Linked DNA regions of Hordeum vulgare: region 2 is linked to region 1. The links are chromatin contacts, called in public Hi-C maps. All regions are on one chromosome and are shown on one strand. The core of a region is the stretch at or near the end of the contact, and the rest is flanking DNA. Distances in the headings are between cores, read along the strand shown. Region 1 has its middle 22 kb from the start of LOC123445866. Region 2 has its middle 110 kb from the start of LOC123445882.

Evidence for each region. Hi-C and Micro-C count contacts between places; a contact is called where the count stands out from the background.
Region 2: a Hi-C map of seedling shows a contact between it and region 1, with 3 times the contacts expected there. The contact joins two enhancer-like sites. A contact is called at or near these places in 3 of 6 Hi-C or Micro-C datasets (leaf and seedling).

What each region holds. Positions count from the first base shown.
Region 1 is chr1H:467,459,646-467,465,777 of MorexV3_pseudomolecules_assembly, forward strand. No RefSeq gene overlaps it. Among protein-coding and RNA genes, the nearest start is that of LOC123445866, 22 kb to the left of the region's middle. Within about 2 kb of position 3,091, at least 3 of the 3 cell types and tissues checked have open chromatin away from gene starts, as enhancers often do. A contact at or near this core is called in leaf and seedling, where this site is marked.
Region 2 is chr1H:467,587,801-467,593,932 of MorexV3_pseudomolecules_assembly, forward strand. No RefSeq gene overlaps it. Among protein-coding and RNA genes, the nearest start is that of LOC123445882, 110 kb to the right of the region's middle. Within about 2 kb of position 3,336, at least 3 of the 3 cell types and tissues checked have open chromatin away from gene starts, as enhancers often do. A contact at or near this core is called in leaf and seedling, where this site is marked.

The DNA.
Region 1 (6,132 bases), core at 1,841-4,340:
ATGTTGCACCTAACCCTTGTTTTAACGAACGGGACGGGGCGACGACGGGGCAACGGAACGAACGGGACGGGGCAGCGAACCGAACCGACGGGGCGAGAGGCGGGGCGGCGACGGGGCGAGAGGCGGGGCGGCGTGCTTGGACCGAGCCTGGAGCGACACGGGGTAGGTCCGGCCCGGGATAAGTCCCAATAAGCTCCTCCGTGAGAGTCTTATTTGATAAGTCCCAAATCACCACAATAAGTCCCAGTAAGTCCCTTGTGTTTGGTTTAGGTGGGACTTATAGGGACTTTTTTAAGTCACTAAACCAATAAGTCACTGAAAACAAACACCCTCTAAGTGATACACCCGAACGCTCTTAAACCCGCATCAAACGTCCGGGCGGACGATCCACTCAACAACCGGTCACAAAAAGGCAACCCGCCTCAAACCAACCTTAAATGTCTGTGCTATCCGACACCCCTCGTATGCAACCCCGAGAAGGAGACGACCATGCGGCTTGCGCTTCATCGCTCCCGGGAGGACGCGGTCCGACGGTATCGCTCGGACTCCTTCCGCCAGAAATCCATTGCTTGCGCACAACCGGTGCATGGATCCACCAGTAGGGTGTCGTCGTTGCTTCATCAAAGACGATGCGGTCCGTCTGGCATGAACACGGTGACGAACGCGCAATTGATAGCCTGCAAGTGCACATGGTTAAGCTCTAAGAAAGGATTTAATGCTATCATAAACAAGATCAATCTTCGTCTTTCTTTTTGAATACAAGTACAGACTCTCGTGCACGCGGTGAGGAAGATGGCCCTCTTCGCCCTACGAATCCCTCCTCTGGATGAACTCCGGAGGCTAGGGTTATGCAGTCTGGACAAGTTTCTGGTGTCTGTGGGTGTGTGAACCCCGATACGATTTCACGGGGCCGAATTTGTCGACCAAGCGGTGGCAGCGGCACTCCATATGACCGCTCGCATAAGAAGCCGCGGTTGTATGGAACGTCGTCTTCTACTCTGGAGCCTCTACGACTTCCCCTGCTTTGGCTCCTTGCTTGATTCTTTTATGGTAGGTGATTATCACTTTAAGTGCGTGATTTCACTATCATTTATGGGGATGTTCTCCATATTATGGAAATTTGTACAAAAGGCATTATTTGAAGGATCAACGAAAAGAGATGCACACAGACAAGCCTAGCTATACTGTAGGAACAAAATGCTTAATAAAATTGTCACATAAACTATAATCATCAGCAACCCCTCCGCTGACGTGCGAGCTGGAGTACGCACAATGGGCGTCCTCAGACGCAAACATGGGGTGGCATGCCCGCCATGCGAGGCGACGGTATCCCTTGTGGCATTGGACGTTAGTTAGGCGGGGTTGCATTCTCCGACGCTCCGTATGATCAACTAGTGTGGGCGTCATAACCGCGTGGTGGTGGATGTCGGCTCCTCCAATGAGGGACTGATCATCGATCTCATGTCAACCGGCACAGTCCTAGTTGCGGGATCTGACGAGGAAGAGTAAGGCATGAGCTACGGCGGGAGCTCGACTCCCGTGAGCCGGCTAGTGTCTCATGTCCTACTGTAGCTCACCGTGACTGGACCAACACTCGGGAGTGCGGATGCCCACCGAATATCGGCACGGCGGAGGCGGGCGAACTCTACTTAAATATTGTTTTACGTTGGATCTAATCTTATAGATTTGACGTTTCTCATATGCGGTATTCGGTTTTAGAAGGGATTATATGAGGTTTGACCAGTCATTGTCTACAGACGCGCACGAACGCGTTCGTGGACATTTGAAGGATCGAATTTGTAAGTCCGTCTGTAAATGCTCTAACACACCCTACTCTATGAGCATCTTCTCGAGAGAGATTGACGTAAATCATCAGAGAAGTCTCGTTGTTGAGGAAAACACGGTCTCCGCTTTCATGGGACATCAAAGCGTGAAAATAGATGTATCTGAGTCTTGATGGCTTGTGGATGTCATTGTCCTTCTAACCATCCATCCAATCAATTAAACGCTGAGACAAGTGTATTAAAACTCCGTGTCAGCGTGCACCACTCACAACAGGTAATTAATAGTAGTACACAATCGTAGCTAAGAGCATCTATAGCCGGACCCTTAAATGACCCTTCATACGGCGGACGCGTCCGGTCAGTGATCAAACAGGAGAAAGAACATGAAAAGTGACTCAACCGGACCCTTCATATCGTTCTTATATGTCTGGACTGTTCGTAAACCCTCATATCCATTTCAAATATGAAGAGGATACGAGCGCTTCGGATGTGTCCGGTCAGTCTGTCACATAGGACGTGTCCTCACCGTGGATCACTTTTTTCTTTTATTTATTCATTCTTTTCTTCCTCTATCTTCTTCTTTATCAATCACGTGTAAGTGACCGAACATATGAGAAAAAAAAAGAATGCGGCTGCACGAACGGACAAATAAAGAACACGTCCTGTCACTAACCGGACACGTGCGCTAACACGTCTAAGCACGGCGCTCCATTGCTCGGAGCACTTAATCAGTCGGTTCTATTATGAAATTCGGAAAACATGTTTATTTATGCGGGTACTATACTACAACTACAACTAGTACTATTAGCTTATTCCACGGGTGCTAATGCTGGTACGTAGTACCGGCAATGCTTTTAGCGCACAATCACAGATCTTTTCCCCGGTCTAGTTCAGCTTTTGCATATAAAACGACGAAAAAAAAAAAGCTTTTGCATATAAAAGGGTGACCACTCACTTCTCTAGTTCTCTTCCCCTTGATTTTCTCCAAAATGAAGGGAGAGACGGGTATCCCTTGCTAGATTCGGTAGAAAGAGACTACATCAGCCCTGATAATAATAAAAGTAGGTCGAGCTAACCCCGCACTCGGAGCGGGCGAAAGCTCCGTTTTCAATTTTTATTCGGCGCAATTGACACTTGACATGCTCACTTCGGTGCGCAGGCAGTAAAGAAATGCGCTGCAAGACCGACCACCCCGTAGGCAACTGGCCGGACGGAATTATTGGTGTGTGTAAGTGTAAACCGGGCAGGGCTGGTGCAGTTTCCTGGCAGGGGGCCGCGAGTAGTTTAACCCCCACCACCCATCAGAATACTCCGCGATACCCCTCGTGCATGCATCAGTTTCGTTCAGTGTATGCGGAGCTGCGTGCTGCGGGCCATAGACCGGTCAAAAACACCAGCTGCCGAGAGCCGTGGATTCTCTCAGTCCGGTCAGATGGGAACCCAGCAACAACTGATCGCTGAGGCGACGTCATGGAACTGAGAGACGCCACAGCCACAGCCTGCGTTACTCCTCCAGTTTACGTGCCGCCGCCACTGACTCCGGCGCTGCCTCAAAGGCCGTTCCAGTCAGTAGCAGGCAGCTGCCCATCACCGTTGGGGACGGGCCGCTCTGCCAGCTACTACAATTGCAACCGCTTTTTTCTTTTTTTGAAACAAACAATTGCAACCGTTTTCAACACGTCTATGTACTACGTATATGCTTTTATTTATGCGGTGGTGTAACTCGGACGGTATTTTGTCTGTCGTACAAACGGGTTTGGCAGTGCCTTGCAAAAGGTACGACATGGATGCGTCACGTGTTCAGTGGTGCTAGTACCTGCATTTTTGCAACGGAAAATGTGAGAGGGAGGGACCATCCAATTATTCTGCGCGCCGGTGGAAACTGGGGGAGCTGCACATGAGTGAAGACGGAACGCTCAGTAATGGGCACATGCAACCACACCCGGTGGGGAACACACAGGCGAAAAAAATAGCCTGATTGTGGCAACACTGACTAGCTAGCTGGCTGTCTGCTCAGAGATTTGCAAAGCATCCACTGCCAGTTACAAAGTGACTTTTTCTTGTTTCCTGCCCTTGACAACGTTTTCCCTAACAGAACTGACTTACTTTCATTCTACGTTTTTCCTTCATCTCAAACATGATCAAGATTCTGGGTTCCGAACTAGTACTTCCTCCGTTCTGGGTTCGTGCTAAGTCAAACATGTTTAAATTTGATCAAATCTATTATAAAAATACGAACATCTACAACACCATTAGCTGTGGACGGGAAACAAAGGAGTATGTTCAGCCGTGAACGAAATAAGCTACTACTACTAGAAAGAGTATTGCTGAAATTGCTGCTCATGTGTTGGTGAAGTTAAAGGTATACGTCTGTTGGTTGCGGGTCGCTAAATATCTCCTCGTGCTCATCAACTTGCGTGGTCTCGTTAGAACAATTTTAACGGGGCGATCCACTTCGTCCGTCGTCGTTCGTTTAAAGTTGCGAGGACAAAAGTAATGGTCCAACACGTCGACCCATTTTTAAAATGCATCCGCTTCACGTCCGTACCGATCCATTTCCGGTCCAAATTTAGGATTGAAATGCGTTGGTGCGGACGCGCGCGCCCTCTCGATGTCTGTCCCAACCACCACGGTCAACATAATTTATGACGTCCGCCCTCCTCGGACCGATGCGTCAGCGTCCTCGGTCGGCCTTTTTAAATCCAAGCGTGTGGAGGGGGTTCGACCTCATGTGCTTCCAGACCCCCGTCCCCATCTCTCCACCCGTGTGTTTCCTCGTCGTCAACCCTAGCGAGCAGCCATGGCCAACAACGGAAACACCCCCGTCGTCTATGCCCGTGCGCTGCTTCTCGAGGAGGTCGCCTACCTCCATGCTAAGAGGGCCCTCGCGAAGGCGCGCGCCCGTGCTGCACCCTGCTTCGCCCAAAACAATGGCAACACCCCCGTCGTCTATGCCCGCGCGCTGCTATCGGAGGAGGTCGCCTACCTCCATTTTAAGAGGGCGATTCGCCTGGCGCATGAGCGCGCTCGTGTTGCGCCACCGCCGCCACTACCACTGCCCACGCCGGCAGAGCCCGCCCCCACACCCGTGCAGCCCGACCTCACTGCCGACGACAAGGACGCCTATGGTTATTTTTCCAATTATAATGTAATGGGGACGCGTGGACTCTCGACGGCCTTCGTGGACGGCTTTTAATGTTTAAAGTTTGTTTATTATTTTTGAAAATGATTTTTTTACGCGCCGGTAAAAAATAGGTCGGACCAGCATTGGGCGCATGCGCCGACCCAAACACCGAAGCGGACGTTGGTGTCTGCTGGGCCGACCCAAACGGACAAAAAGCGGACAAAATCACTGTCCATTTGGGTCAGCCCATTGGAGTTGCTCTTAGCGGACAGTCATGCCATATAAGTACTCCATCCGTTCCTAGATGTAAGTCTTTTTAAATATTTCATTAAAGGACTACATACAAAGCAAAATAAATAAATTTACATTTTAAAATATGTGTATATACATCCATATATATAGTATCTTAGTGAAACATCTAAAAAGACTTATATTTAAAGAAAGGAGTATTTTCCAAAAAAAAAGAATAAAGGGAGTATAACATTTCTCGCAAATATCTAATGACTGGACCACACATCAGATCGTAGTGACCCATGTCCCGTGTGTGTGAACTTTCACCCACGGATGCAGAAGAAATCATACCCGTTCTCTTGAATTTTATCATGTTTCTGAATTGAAATGAACATTCTTCCTTCCGGGTTGCTTTCAGGACCCTCATTGATGGGGTTGTACGTTAGGGGTAAGCCTACGGATCTCCTTTTCTTAACCCACCTAGGACCCCTCACGAACATAAATGTCTTTCAAGTCTCAGGTGCAGTCTTTTCCTTACTAGATAGCAAACGCAGCCAAAGACACGTAGCATGCTATAGTTAGGAAGAGAGTTATGAAGATGGATCTATGGTATAACAAACTCGATAGACTAAGATGGGTGAACATTGAAGAGGTGAGTCACGGTGTCGAGTGCGTCCACCCAATATGAAGTTGGCATGGATGACTGGAATAGGAGGGTGCGTGTGACATTGTTGAGAGTGCGAATAGAGCGCTCAGCCTTGCCGTTATGAGCCGAGGTATATGGGCATGAGAGACGGACATGGATGCAGTGAGTGGCAAAGAACATGGTGACTGTTGGTTTAAGGAACTCGGTCCCGTTATCCGCTTGCATGGCCACAAGAGGTCTAGAAAATAGTGTACGGGCGTAGGCGACAAAATTTATGAGAAGGGCGGCGATGTTGGATTTGTGAGAAATAGGAAACGCCCGCATGTAGTGCGAAAATCATCCAAAAT
Region 2 (6,132 bases), core at 2,086-4,585, 130 kb after region 1:
CAACGAAAATGTCTCATGATTTGGACACACGATTCAAAAGATAAAAGATTTTAAATACGATGAACGAGAAAAGCACAATTCCCGAGTTGCAACAAGTGTGGCACAATCAATACACCCCTTTTCATCACAAGGGAAAGTGGGGGTGACCTTTGCAAGGAAAGTGCTAAACTAGTGATTGACTTAGATCCAACTCACACGAGACCCAATTTGGGCCGAATGTTTCCCCTATTAGGTTGGATATGGTTTAGCCAAAATAGACAATCTAGAAGCACTACATTTATATCCCCTTTACCACGAGATATACACGCGTGGAGTCTACGTGGGAGTGGCTAGGCCCAAAACACCTTGCTTCAAACAAAGCGGTTTCGAACGAATGGTTCCGGACAGTTTATTTTCTTTCCTTTTTGTTTTTTCTCTGCCACTTTTACATGTCTTGTTTTTATTATTATTGGATTTTAGTTTTTTCTCTAACAATTTTAAATGTCTTTTTTTGTTATTATTGGCTTTTAGTTTTGTTTTCTCATTTTCTATTGTTTTGTATTTTGCATTTTATTTTTATTTTCTTATGATTCTTTCTTCTGATAATTTTTCAAATACATATTGAAATTTTTAATACACATAGAATATTTTTAGAATATATATTAAATATTTTCATGTGTGTGCTAAATATTTTTTGAATATACATTAAACCCTTTTGCATAAACATAGCACATTTTTTTAAACTCACAGTAAACATTTTTTTGATACATGCTGGATATATTTTTCAATACACGTTCAATATTTTTTAAATACAAGGTGAACAATTATTCAATACACGCTGAACATTTGCTAACTACGTGGTGAGTAATTTTAATATATGGTGTGAGCATTTTTTTTAATATACATTGATCTTTTTCTAAAATGTATGAAGATTTTTTTAACATGTGCGCAATTTGGTTTTGAAACTTTTCATGAATATTTAACTATTACTTTTACCATAAATATAGTAATATTGTTTTAAAGAAAAGATAAAGGCCTAATGTCGTGGTATTTCTCTGGCAGATGCCACGAGGTGGCTTAGGTCGTGGTTTGGAGCCTACGGGTGCTGGAGGCGTCTGAGAACGGGTGTAGGCGTGAGACACATGAAGGCGATGTATCCAGGTTCAGGACCCTCCAGTGCGGTAAACCCCTAGTCCTGCCGATGTGACTATAGGTGATAACGGTACAGTGATGCTCCTCGAGCTGTTCGTGAGGAAGGGGGCGGAGCTCTCGCCGCCGACCTCGCTACCTCTCTCGTGTGTTAAGTCAGGGGTGTTCGTGTTGGAGTATTTGTCGGACCCTCCCTCGAGGGGCTGGCGTTTGTCTTTATAGTTCAACTAGGGTCAAATAGTAAAGGGAAAAAGATGGGGGAGGGGCCCGGCTCCTGGCCTCTCCAGGTGGTTGTGGGACCCGCCGATTGTCGGGTCTTGTCCGACGGTGGTCCCACCGGCCGAACGCCATAGCGGCTAGCACGTCGGTCGTCACAGAGTAGGTAGGCGCACGCATGGCTACGCGGCCATCTTGCCCGGTCAGCCTCGGGGGTGACCGGTGGCCCTGTAGCCTTGCTGCCCCTCGCATCATCACGCCTGTGGCCACGCCGGGCCTATTAATGGGTACTGTACTCACGGGCACCTCTGCATCGGGAGTCTGGTCTTGTCGTCGTACGTCGGTACGGCTTGATGGGACGGGCGCTGACCCGCCGGCTGCCGTTGGGGCCAGACGAACGGGCCGGCTGGCCGACAGAACGATGTCCAGACGAGCCGTCTGCCGCCAGTCGGCTGAGGGGGGCAATCGGACCCAAATGTCTTGGAGTAGGGCTTCCTCCACTTTTGTATACCCACGGGCCACTACCCCGTCACCTAATGTTACGTGCATAGTCTGAACCGTGACAACAATTTGTGTCCATGATTCTTCGAAATCACTAATTGAGGAGTTCGTCTTTCAAAGATCACTTCCATCTTTCTAGTTTGCGACAAGTGGTGCACTGCATGCGTATCAATTGTCCCAACCTTGAAGTTTTCGTTTTTTCGTAGATCCGTATTTTTAAAACAATTTTTCTCCTAAACCGTAGAACCATTTTCATCATTGGGTATTTCGCATCGAGATCTTCAAAACTAGGTCCCATGTTGATAGGTTTTGATGAATTTTCTCACTAAAAAACCGGATGAAAAAACCGTGGCTCTAGCGATAGAAAAAATCGTACCCCCCGCGAGAGCAAAACCATGCCTCTAGTAAAAAGAATGCATTATTTTGTTTTTACGGCCATACCTCTCGCGAAAACAAAACCGTGTCTCTCCTCAAAAAAAGCGTGTTTCTCCGCGCAAATTTTTATTTAACTTTTTGTTAGGAAGTTAAGAAAGAGCGGTGTAAAACCGAAACACAAAAAAAGGGGAAAAATCAATCTAAAATGCCGAAAACACGTGTGGAAAAATAAAAAACGAAATCCGAAAAAAACACTCAAAACACGACACATAGCGACGGTTGAGAACGCGCCAAATAACGGCGCTTGGAATTGCTTGCTCGAAGGCTCCTGAAGAAGCGCTCGTTAACTAGTTGCTGCCATTTCATATTCGGCGCCACATCGCTAGTTAACGTTCATTTTTGTGAACTCGCGCGTGTGCCGTTCATAAATGGGTCGGGCCATCTAGATGTTGGTTGACGATTTTTCTTTTCAAATTCTGTGAACATATTTATACATCAGTGAACTTTTTAAATTTCAATTGTTTTTTAAAGATTGTGAACTTTTCTCTAAAAATCGATGAACCGTTTATAAAATATTAAAATTCTATAAACTTTTTTGAATATCGAAATTTGATGAACACCTTTTGAAAAACGGATGGTTTCTTATCAAAATTGATAAACTATTTAACGATTCATGAACTGTTTTTTCAGTTCAATGAACTTTTTCAAAAAATTCATACACCTTTTTGGAATATCTATGAACTTTTCTCAAATTTAATGAACACTTTTCAAGTTTGACGAAGTTTTTTTCGAATTGACGAACTTTTTTCAAATTGGATGTAGTTTTTTTCAAATTTAATAAAAAAAATTTGAATTGACGAACTTTTTTCAAAATTGATGAAGCTATTTTAAAGATATGAACTTTTTTCAAATGGATGAACCTTTTTATTTAAATCTGTAAATATTTTTAAATTATATATTTTTATTTTCATAATAAATTTAAAATATTGATGTTTTTCAATGGGATCAACAGAAACAAAAACAGATCCAAGAAAATGGGCAGCAAACTAGTGGGCCGTCCAGGACAGAGAAGCTGCCGGCGCCCGATCATTAACGGACGCGTCCAGTGCTGCATAGGAGCTTCCCTAGTTGCTCCCCTGTTTCTTTGTTTTGTAAGTATATGTGATCGGCAAGAAATTGGGCCGGCCATTTACAAAGCACTAGAAGCAAGGTATAGCAAAAAATTGGCACACAAGTCTGACATGGACCAGTCTAGAGGAAGAAGTATGCGGAGGTTTTTTTACCGTTTTCTTTGTGTGATTTTTCTTCTTCTTGATTTTCTGTTTTTCTTTCTCTCTTCTGTTTTCCCCTTACTTTACGTTTCTATATTTATTATTGTTCTAAGTTTATGTTTACTTATACAATCTTTCATTATTCAAGTTTTTTTTACTTAATTATTTTGGTTTTTCATTCCCTCCTTCATTTTTATTAGTTATAATCTTAGTTTTTCTCTTTTTTGGTAATATATTTAGCTAATATATAAGGCATTTCAAGAAATACATGATTATATTTAAAAACAAACAACCACGTTATAATTACATGATTATAACGAACACTTTTTTTGACATGTACGTACATTTACAAAAATGATGAACATTTCTAGAACATATGACTACTTTTTGTTTTGCGGTTTTATGGTTGTACCTCTGCCTTTTCATTTTTTATTAGTTGTTTCCCATTATGTGAACGATTTCAAAATGATGGTCTGTGTAAAAAAACGTTATCGTCCTTTTTGAGTTACGTGTATATTTTTCAGCAGAACTAATTTATTTAATCATCAAGTAATAATAAGATACATAAAGTTTTTAAAAATATATTGAAACAGATTGTGACTATGTGTGTATATTTTTTTACATCAAATTTGTATATTATTTGCTATCATGTTAGTTTTATATATGATAATAATAAGATATAATATTGGTTTCTAAGTTTTTGTACAGAATAGAAACTGTAATATTTGGATATTCGACAACTACTGTGGCCATGTAGTCCAGACACGGGCTGCACATGACTATTGGACCTAACATACGTCGTATAAGTGCGCCAAGATATATGTGTTCCCCGTTTTTTTTTTAAAGGGTTATGTCTTCTCTGAGGAAAACCTTATTCGCCGCTCGTTGTGGCGAATCGTCAGAGCTTCACATAGGGGGCAACGATGGTCTAACAAAGATGGATTGGCCCAGTCCTGGCAGATCGCTCCGGTTTTGGGAAGAGATCGCCGCAGATTTTTTTCAGTTTTGAAAACTTATAGAAGGTTCCCTCCACTGAATTAGTTTTCGTTTTCTTTTTTTACTAGTATATCTTTTCTTCTTTTACTTTTTATTACTATTTTAGAAAATGTTCTAAATTTTCTAAAATATTCTTTATTTTTAAATAAAATGTTTTGGATTGTCAAAAAAAGTTCTGTATTTTTGAAAAATGTTCGTCACTTTTGAAAAATGTTCAGAAATTCCATAAATTGTGCTTCAAATTCGGAAAATGTTATTTAACTTTTAAGAAAATATTCTGAGTTTTCGAAAAACGTTCTGGATTTACGAAAAATGTTTGGTATTTCCAAAATTGTTTTTCAAATTAGAAAAATGTATTAGCTTTTACGAAAAGTGTTCTAAATTTCAAATAGTTCCCGTTCTTTTAAAATATTTATAACTTCAAAAACTGTTCGTGCGACAAAAAACTGTTCTCAAGATTCAATAAATATTCGGGATTTTCGAAAAATTGTCTGCGCTTCCAAATCTATTTGTTTTTTTTAAACCCGTTTCAAAATTTTATTCTAAACATACAAAATATGATCTGGCCATAAAACATTGTTCACGCTTCCAAATTTGTTCAGGTTTTTAAAATTATTCTCGGTTTCAAAACTTTTCTCAAAATTCAAAAAATGTCCGTGCTTTCAAATTTATTAGGGGTTTTACAAAATTGTTCTCCTTTTCAAAAGTTTATTCTCAGAATTCAAAAACTATTCGTGCTTTAAAAACAATTCGCGCTTCCAAATTTCTTCAAGATTTTTGAAAATTGTTCTCAAAATTTAAAAAACTGGTTGTTTTTTCAAAACTTGTTTGCTCTTTCAAATTTGTTCAGGGTTTTTCAAAATTGTTTTCTATTTCACAAATTTTAACACAAGCTTCAAAAAATGTTCGTGCTTTAAAATATTGTTTGCGCTTTCAAAAATCAGAAAATGTTTCTGCTTTTTTTAAATGTTATTGATTTTCAAAAAAAATTCTGGATTTTCAGAAAATGTTCTGGATTTCAAAAAACGTTCTTCAGATTCGCAAAATATTTCTGCTTTTCAAAAACTGTTCTGGATTTTCAAAAAATGTTCTTCAAATTCGAAAAATGGATTTTATTTTTACAAAAAATTTATGTATATTCAATAAATGTTCTTGAATTTTTAAAATGTTTTTCAAAAAATGTTCTTTTTTTGCAAAATCTGTTCTCAAGATTCATAAAATGTTCGTATTTTCAAAAAATTGTTCACGTTTATGAATTTGTTCAGTATTTTTCTAAAATTGTTCTGATTTTCAAATTTTGATATAAGATTAAAAAAATGTTCGTGCTTTTAAATAATTGTTCATGCTTTCAAATTTGTTCGTGGTTTTCAAAAGTTGTTCTCTGTTTCAAAATTTTGTTCTCAATATTTTAAAATTTTCGTGCTTTCAAAAATTGTTTGTGGTCCCAAATTTGTTCATGATTTTTGAAAATTGTTCTTCGTTTTAAAATTTGTTCTCAAGATTGAAAAACTGTTTGTGAGTTAAAAAATGTTTGCAATTTCAAATTTTTTCTCTAATTTAAAAAATATTCATGTTTTCAAAAAATTATTGGAAAAGTGAGCCAAAAGGGAAAAAAAGAAATACGCAGAAAAGGGAAAAAGAAACA